3 separate regions of the Mus musculus genome follow, and regions 2 and 3 are each linked to region 1. A link is a contact called in public ChIA-PET and promoter capture Hi-C data. All regions are on one chromosome and are shown on one strand. The core of a region is the stretch at or near the end of the contact, and the rest is flanking DNA. Distances in the headings are between cores, read along the strand shown.

Region 1 (2,700 bases), core at 201-2,700:
CAGGCTGGCCTCAAACTCAGAAATCTGCCTGCCTCTGCCTCCCAAGAGCTGGAATTAAAGGTATGTGCCACCACTGCCTGGCTTAGATTTTTTTTTTTAAGGTTTAGTTTTAATTATGTGGATACAGTGTATTTGGGGGGGGGGGATTGTGTATATGTGAGTGCAGGAAATTAGAAATTTAGAAGAAGGAACTGAATATATAAATTTTCTTTCTTTCTTTATTTTGCTTATATGCATGCATATGTGTGCTTATACATGTCAGAGATTAATGTTGAATGTTTTCTTCAATCACTTTCCACATAGCCATCTTTCCAGCCCAATATTTAAAGAAAATTAAAGAAGTAGGACCACCAGTAGGGTGTCTAGCCCCTCCTGTGGTCTCAGGCCACCTCCATTGAATGGAGGCAGCTGCCAGGCTACGCTGTGCTTAGTAACCTGAGTACAAAATGTCTGTATGTATAGCAGTGTAACTCAGAATGAAAACAATAGCAACCATTAAAATAATAATGGCCCTGTTTTTCTTATTTTCCTTTGGAAAAAAAATTTGGTGTGTGTGTGTGTGTGTTTTGAGACAGGGTCTCACTATGTAACCCTGGCTGTGCTGGGACTTACTCTGTAGACCAGGCAGGCCTCGAACTCACGGAGCTCTTTCTGTCTCTGCCTCTTGAATGCTACATTAAAGGCACGTGCGGCTGTGCCTCACTTGCCCTAAGTTTTTGAGTTCTTCTTGGCTGAACTTAGCGGTGGGGTAATTCAGGATACATCACTGGCACCATGACATCATCCCATCTGGTTTCTGTCACCACTGATATCCTTATCCTTACACTGCACGAAGTCGTCCTTCCGCTGCCCTGTGATATCAGTTGATGTCACTTATCAGGTGACCAGGACCAGTTGACCCCTCTCTAGTCTCGGTGTCTGGTGTTGGTTCATCTTTCTACCCAAGCTTGTTCCCAGACCTCTGTGTTAGTTTCAGGCTCCTTGCTGGAAACAACGCTGCCCATGAGCAAATGCTGTTCGGCTGAGGAGACAAGTGGCTGTCTTGATCCTGCTCGGGTCTTGGGTAGGGCTGTGTGAGGAGCCTCAGTGGGTCCTGACTTCACAGTCCTGAGGATTTGCTTTCTAGTTTTTGGAGAAATATCCTTCTGGATTTCCTACCAGGTGCTCATGACTTGCCTCCCATACCCTCTGGTGCTTCTTCTCCAAAACTAAGTGAGCCAGGAGCCCCCGCCCCGCCCACTCTAACCCGAGACCTCTCGGATGCAACGTCGTCGGGTTCACTTTCGTAGCCGGAGATCGGCTACGCGTAACAACCGGAGAGGGCGGGCGGCAGGCCGGGCTGGAGGCTGGCTCTTCATTGGCTGGGAGGAGTGTGGGAACTGAAGTCGAGAAGGATTCACAGCCCCGCCGCTCCCCCCCCCCCCCCCCCGTCCGCCGTATTTAAGCGCTCAGAGCTCGGCCTCCGGGTTCGGTGTCGCAGGCGCTCGCCCACGCGGTGCGCACCGGGGCGCCAGGTACAGCGTGGAAAGCCGGGCGAGCGTCTCAGCCCTCGCTAGCTGGACCTGGACCCCAGACCAGTGGGCAACGCTGCCAAAACCCGCAAAGTCGAGCGAGGGACAACGGAACACCGGATTCAAGCGCGGCTCTACCTAAAAGTCCTGGAAGCTGGAGAAGGGGCGGCGAGCGCGCGTCAGTGCAAGCCTGGCTCTGCTCCCGACCGTCACTGCGACCGCGGGCGCAGGAAGGATGTGAGTGGAGGCCGGGGCGAAGCCCGGTTCCCAGGCCTTCTGTGGCCCTCACTCAGAGCCCACGATTCAGAGGGAAGGGTAACTCTCTGCCTTGCCACCCGTCCTGCGTTCCCGCCTCCACGGCTCCCAAGCTCACAAAACCGAGGACAGCTGACATCCTGGAGATGAGCGTAAAAGACATCTGCAGCGCCTACACGGCCCGGTGACAGCTGGGGTCACTGCGTGGAGGTGAGCTGTGTGCGGGACAGGGACAGATTCCCGCGCTTGCAGCTCCCTAACCCTAATCCTAACCCTGAGAGCTCAGCAAGATGGCTTTGCCGAGCCTGAGACCCTGGGCAAGTTCTGGGCTCTTTCAGAAAGTGTCTCACCGAGACGATCTGCTTCCTGGCAGGATGTGAGGGGGTCGCCTGCCTGTCCCAGCTGGAACCAGGAGCCGGCCCGCCTCCCGCCTTCGTGGTGCATTTGCAGAAGTTTGACTCCAGTACCTCCTCCCACTCGAGAACCGGGTCTCTGGGCCCGAGCTGAACCTGGAGGTTGTGGCCGCGGTGAAGTGTGGCTTGTCTTACGACTGCAGGCTTGCACCAGAGAATGCGTATTTACAGTCGCACGGCGCATTTGTTTGGTTTTAAACCATATGGTTCAGTAGCACCGCTTCCTAGCTCTGGCATCCCTGACCCAGATCGTTTCCCAAGCCCTTCTTCTAGTCGGGGATATACGGATGGGGATGTGTCCCCTCACACTCCAGGGTTGGCTTTGCTTTGCTTAGTGTTGGAGTCTGCAACTACCCTGGGATATAATATGGACCCCAATAGGGGGCAACCAAGAAGGTGACAGTCACCAAGCTGTCTCGGTGCAGTAAGGTGATTGGGGAGAAGTATGGGAAGGGGGGGGTTCCTGATTTAAAAAAATAACTGTGTGTGTGTGTGTGTGTGTGTGTGTGTGTGTGATTGTG
Region 2 (2,700 bases), core at 91-2,590, 370 kb before region 1:
TCTGTTTCCCAAGTGCTGGGATTAAAGGCGTGGGCCACCACCACCCAGGAAAGTATAGGGATCTTAACAAGGTTGGCTTTACTCACCTCCTGGAAGACTAGAAACTTGCTAGTTCCCGGGATTGTGTAAGGAGGATGCTTTGCTTGGTCTCTTTCCAAAACTTGTTTCCACTTGCCCTTTCTCTTATTGTCCCTGACTCTACAAAGACCTGTCCCGATACGGGTTGTTGTGAACATGACCATTTCTCTGATGGATTTATTTACTTTTATTCATCTCCTTGAACCTTTAGTTATGCAATCCAAGGAGAAACACATCAAATAAAAGCTGGCCATGTTGAGGACTGGGAGCACCAAGGTGAGGGCTGGAATCTAGAGACTCCATTTGCCTTTTGTGGCTAAACCCAGGGTGAGAGTCTGAACTAAAGACAGACTAAAATGCATAAACCTTCCTGTTTGGGCTAGCGCAGTGGTTAAGTGCTTGCCACATAAACCCGACAACTTGAATGAGATCCCTGGAATTCACTTCCTTAAATGTGGAAGAAGAGAAATGACTCCATGTGTGCTGTGGCATATGCAGGTGCACATTGTGCCTCCCCTCTCGAAACATCATTAGAAAAGACAAATATCTCCAGCATCCCCTCTCGAAGGTAGGGTACACGCAACATCACTTTGTGACCTCAGTTACACAGCTGGGACGACAGCCTGCAATTTCTGCCCTCTTATTGGTTTATGTAACTTTAGCTAGGTTAATGCCTGAGAATGAGATATTTGGCCACTTTGTGTTAAGAATCCACAGAAATCCCTCATGCGAGGCATACGTAGTTTCTCAAATGAAGGAGAACCCTAGTCTTGCACCCCTGTCCATCGGAGCCAGCAGGACTTTCTGGTCCACACTGAGGTGCAGTGGATTGCTAGGCTCTTGCCAAGGAAAGCAGCAGCCGTATTCTGAAGAAGCTGCTTTTAAGTTTTGGGATAAAAATTAACGTGTGTGTGAGGATATTTAAATTTTTCCTCAGGGGGCTGGTGAGATGGCTCAGTGGGTAAGAGCACCCGACTGCTCTTCCGAAGGTCCGAAGTTCAAATCCCAGCAACCACATGGTGGCTCACAACCATCCGTAATGAGATCTGACTCCCTCTTCTGGAGTGTCTGAAGACAGCTACAGTGTACTTATATATAATAAAAAATAAATAAATCTTTAAAAAAAATTTTTTTTTCCTCAGGGCACACTAAAGAAATTAGGACTTTTTTCACTTGAGATTAGCGGCAGGGTAGGACCGCGGAGCAGGAACAGGGCGGAGTTTCTGAGGCCTCAAGAAGCAGAGCGCCCCATTCTGCAGCCAGCCTATCCCACAGGACTATTAAACGACCTGCCGCCCTAACAGGAGGAGCGCCACTTGTCACTTCCGCAGTCCTACGGTCCATGGCGGTACCCGGAGGCTAACCGGCTTGGGAGAGACGAAAGGAAAAAAATATATATATATATACTGTAAAGTCCGCGTGCACGCAGAGAGCACTCTCCGGGATTGTGGTGGGTGTCGGGTGTGGGCACTTTTTACCCGGAACGTTGTTGCTGCTGGACAACAGCGGCAGGGGAAGCGTCCCCTCCAACCGGAAGCGATCGCCTTCGGGCACGCAAGGATCGAGTTAGCGCAGAGCCGGGCACCAGAGGGCGCTGCGTAGGACCAGGGACCGGAAGTGGTCGAGGTCAGAGGCGACCTGATCGGTCCTAACTTCCGGGATTCGGTGGGCCTGTTGCGGGGCTCAGATGATGAGCGGCGGCGGAGCTCGCTTGGCCTGCGTCTGTTTGGTGCGTGCGAGCGTCGATATCGTCCTGCGCTGTGGGTTTCGCTGCCTGAGCGGGAACCGTGGGTGGGCGGCTTACAGCGACCACGCTGGTGGAGAGAAGTAGGGACAGGATTTGCGCTCAGAGCGACTTTTGAAGATGTCTCCTTATCGCGGGTCAGGGGGACCCAGGGTGATGGGATATGCGAGGCCTGCGGCCGAGAGCACTGCCCGTCGCCGCTGCGTGACCTCAGCTGGTTCCTGTGTTCTAGCTTTGAGCGCTGCCGCCGGACCAACTGCTCACCATGTTCCTGGCGCGCCTGACTTCACGGCTGGCCAGGACTGTTGTTCCCTGGGCAGGTAAGACGCCCCTGGACGCGGAATCCACACCTGACTTGGGGATGGGAATCATCGCGGCCCAGCTCGCCTTCAGTAGTCTCCTGTCGCTACTGGGAATAAGAGCCTGGGCACAAACCTTTTCCTGCGAGCTTGCATGTAGTATGTAGGAGCACATCACAACTCCAGACGGAAGGATAAGGGGCAGGCCTTACCATTTGGGTCTACATGTTGCCCTAGCCTGGGTAGTAGTGGTGTTCTGATCTGCTGTGATGGCACTAGTAGCAACTGTGTTGTTTCCCCAGGTTTCAGTCGTTCCTGCCCTGGCTCCGGGGTGATTGGCAGCTATGCTTTTCGACCCCTTTACAGTTTGCAGCCTGCAAGCCCAAGTCGGGCTGCCTCCCTCCCTGGTAAGAGGACCCAGTCAGAGCTTGAGGAGTTCCTGGTCCCCAGGAAGATGGCCATCAGTCCTCTAGAGAGCTGGCTGACTGCTCAATACTTATTGCCCAGACGGAATGTCGAGGTCCCAGTGACTCTGGCTCCCTCCCAGTTCTACGAATGTCCACCTAGGCAGGGGGAGGA
Region 3 (2,700 bases), core at 20-2,519, 390 kb before region 1:
GTCTGGGTTGAGTGACTAGAGCCAACAGTCTTTTCTAATTCTTGGTTCAGTTTCAGCTTAGGGAATGGGCAGACCAGGCAATGACAATTGTGCCTACTTTAGAGCTGCAGCCTAGGGGTGGGACAGACGGACAGACAGTAGCAGCGTGGCCATTACAGTGAGAGGACTGATGAGATCTTTGTGGGGTCTGCTTAGGAGTGGAATCCAATCACCCCACTACAGCTGGACTATGGAATACTGACTTTTGGCAACCTTGTTGGCTGTTCACCATACCTGAATCAGAGTTATACAGGGATCTCCTTAAACTCCCATGTCCTCCCAATTTTCCGTTTCACCGAACCTGGCTGAAATCTTATCAAAAGCTTGAGATAACTGAGCAGTGACAGGAAACATCTATTGTGTAGTGGCAGCAGCACTGTTTTGGGTGAAACTAAGCAGGCCAGGACTGGAGTCAGGAATATTAATATTGTCTGTAGGGTCTACTACAAGCCGTTTCACCTTGATCTTCAAGGTCCCCAAGCCATTTTTTTGGCCTGTATTTGCTGCAGTAGATTATTGGGGGTCCCCTTTAAGAAAAGATTGTGTATATGAGTGCTCTGTTTGCATTTGTGCCTGAATGAGAGAAGAGGATATCAGATTCAATCACAGATAGATGGCTGCAAGCCATGATGTCGTAGCTGGAACTCAGGACCTCTGCAAGAGCAGTCAGTTCTCTGAACTGCTGAGCCATCTCTCCAGACCCTTCATCTGCACTTTTTTGTTTAGTATTTTATTTATTTTTGCGACAAAGTTTCTCAGCCATGGCTGTCCTGGAACTCTAGCTGTAGAGAGAAGGCTGACCTTGAACCCACACAGATCCGCCTGCCTAAGTGCTGGGATTAAAGGCACATCTGCCCTTTTAATGCTGGCAGATCCACCCCACAGCTGTTCCAGAGCCCGAGGACGGAAGGGAGGGCTGAGAACTAAAGACTCCGAACTAAGTCGCGGTGTAACGTCGTGCACGTGGGACTGTGGGAGAAAAGTTGTTCTGTCCCAACCCCCAAAGAAAGGCGCCCTTCTAGAACCCCTTTTGCCAGGCAGGAGTTCCGGTTCGGGCCAGGCCGCGGAGCCAAGTGGGTAACGAGCAGCCCCACCCGTGGGTGCTTCCGGCGTCGGTGCCTGACGCGACACTGACGGACTGGTCGTACGGCCAACGGCGTCGAGACAGCGGTGACGTTCAGCCAATGGGAGGGGGCGGGGCGGGGCGGCCACGATCGTCTCGAGCAGCCGCCCTGACGGGAAGGGCCCGAGAAGAGTCGGCGGCACAAAATGGCGGCGGCGGCGGCCGGGGCTGCGGGGTTGATGGCTCCGGCGTCGGCGGCCTGCTCTTCCGGCTCGGCGGGAGCGGCCCCGGGGTCTCAGGGGGTGCTGATCGGCGACAGGCTCTACTCGGGCGTGCTCATCACCTTGGAAAACTGCCTGCTGCCCGACGACAAGCTCCGCTTCACGCCGTCCATGTCGAGCGGCCTCGACGTCGATACGGAGACGGGACTCCGCGTCGTGGGCTGCGAGCTCATCCAGGCAGCCGGCATCCTGCTCCGCCTGCCGCAGGTAAGGGCCGGGCCGCGAGCTCTGCAGGGGCCGTTCGCCGGCCGAGGGCCGAGGGCCGGGCCTTTGTTGTCGTCCCGGCCCCCGGCCCGGAGCTCACCGGACCCAGGCGACGAGGTCCGAGCCTGTGCGCTCCGCAGCCTTGAAATAACCCGCACCCGCCATCCCTTCCCCTTCCCCTTCCCCCTCCGCCGGAGCCGAAGCCCTTTTACCCCCAAGAAAGCCTCGCGAGACCCAAACCCTTTGGGGGAAATGGAAACTGTCGTGGCTATTTGTCCTGGGGGGAAATCACACAAGACATTGTAGCCGGGACAAGCGTGAGTCCTGCATTCAAACGTGATGGAACCCTCTCTGTCCCTAGGTGGCCATGGCTACAGGGCAGGTGCTGTTCCAGCGGTTCTTTTACACTAAGTCCTTCGTGAAACATTCCATGGAGGTAGGCTTCTTTCTGTTTTCTCGGAGAAATGAATTGGGATGAAACCTGGCCTGTTCTGCCCAGTGCTTAGCTGAATTCTGTCCTGCAAAGTCTACACAGCTCTTTCCCTAGAGGCCTGTCTGTCTCTGTATCTTCTGGTTGTTTCTAATAGTTTTAATGCCTTGGAAGGTTCTCAAGTTGGGGGGAAAAACACCCGTGTCACAATGTACATTTCAGCATGTGTCCATGGCTTGTGTTCACCTGGCTTCCAAAATAGAAGAGGCTCCGAGACGAATCAGGGATGTCATCAATGTATTCCATCGCCTTCGGCATCTGAGAGAGAAAAAGTGAGTCCTTTGCAGAGCTGTCCTAATGTCTGTCATTGTTAATACCAACCTGTGAATTTACAGTAGATTGTTCGCATGTGCCCTAGATGCTGTCTTGGGGCAGTTGGTAGGGGGGTACAATAACCAGGATAGCTGGCTGTCCTAGCCCTGCTGAAACAATTCCTGTATGACCACATCAGCTCACCACCCTATTGTCCTGTTTGTTCCATGGTTCTGCTGAGAACCTCTGAGCACCAGGTCCCTGGTTCTCACCCTCAGCGCTGTTAGTGTCTGAACTGGCCATTCTTTGTTCTAGTGTCATTGTAATATGTCGATCAATATTCCTGGCCTTTCCTTGCCAGAAACCATTTG

What was found. Promoter capture Hi-C pulls out the DNA fragments that hold promoters and counts their contacts. ChIA-PET counts read pairs in DNA pulled down with a chosen protein or histone mark.
Region 2: an RNA polymerase II ChIA-PET map of memory CD8 T cells shows a contact between it and region 1, with 103 read pairs. The contact joins the promoter of Aurkaip1 here to the promoter of AW011738 in region 1. A contact is called at or near these places in 9 of 39 promoter capture datasets (the C10 cell line, the HPC-7 cell line, HPC-7-derived erythroid cells and 6 more), 6 of 484 Hi-C or Micro-C datasets (B cells, CD4 T cells, CD8 T cells and 2 more), 13 of 115 datasets of contacts at active chromatin or transcription factors (the SCID.adh cell line, astrocytes, embryonic midbrain and 8 more) and 4 of 9 other capture datasets (adipose tissue, embryonic stem cells, liver and 1 more).
Region 3: a promoter capture Hi-C map of liver shows a contact between it and region 1, with 3 times the contacts expected there. The contact joins the promoter of Ccnl2 here to the promoter of AW011738 in region 1. A contact is called at or near these places in 13 of 39 promoter capture datasets (the 3T3-L1 cell line, the HPC-7 cell line, cranial neural crest and 8 more), 1 of 484 Hi-C or Micro-C datasets (regulatory T cells), 5 of 115 datasets of contacts at active chromatin or transcription factors (the SCID.adh cell line, effector CD8 T cells, embryonic stem cells and 1 more) and 1 of 9 other capture datasets (embryonic stem cells).

The regions. Positions count from the first base shown.
Region 1 is chr4:156,201,834-156,204,533 of GRCm38.p6, forward strand. AW011738 (expressed sequence AW011738) reads left to right here and starts at 1,451. Exons shown (of 1, transcript NR_030671.1): 1 at 1,451-2,700. It also overlaps a transcript of Perm1 not described here.
Region 2 is chr4:155,829,929-155,832,628 of GRCm38.p6, forward strand. Aurkaip1 (aurora kinase A interacting protein 1) reads left to right here and starts at 1,341. Exons shown (of 4, transcript NM_025338.4): 1 at 1,341-1,807; 2 at 2,055-2,142; 3 at 2,424-2,700. The coding sequence starts at 2,088.
Region 3 is chr4:155,811,220-155,813,919 of GRCm38.p6, forward strand. Ccnl2 (cyclin L2) reads left to right here and starts at 1,270. Exons shown (of 11, transcript NM_207678.1): 1 at 1,270-1,590; 2 at 1,949-2,023; 3 at 2,240-2,349. The coding sequence starts at 1,309.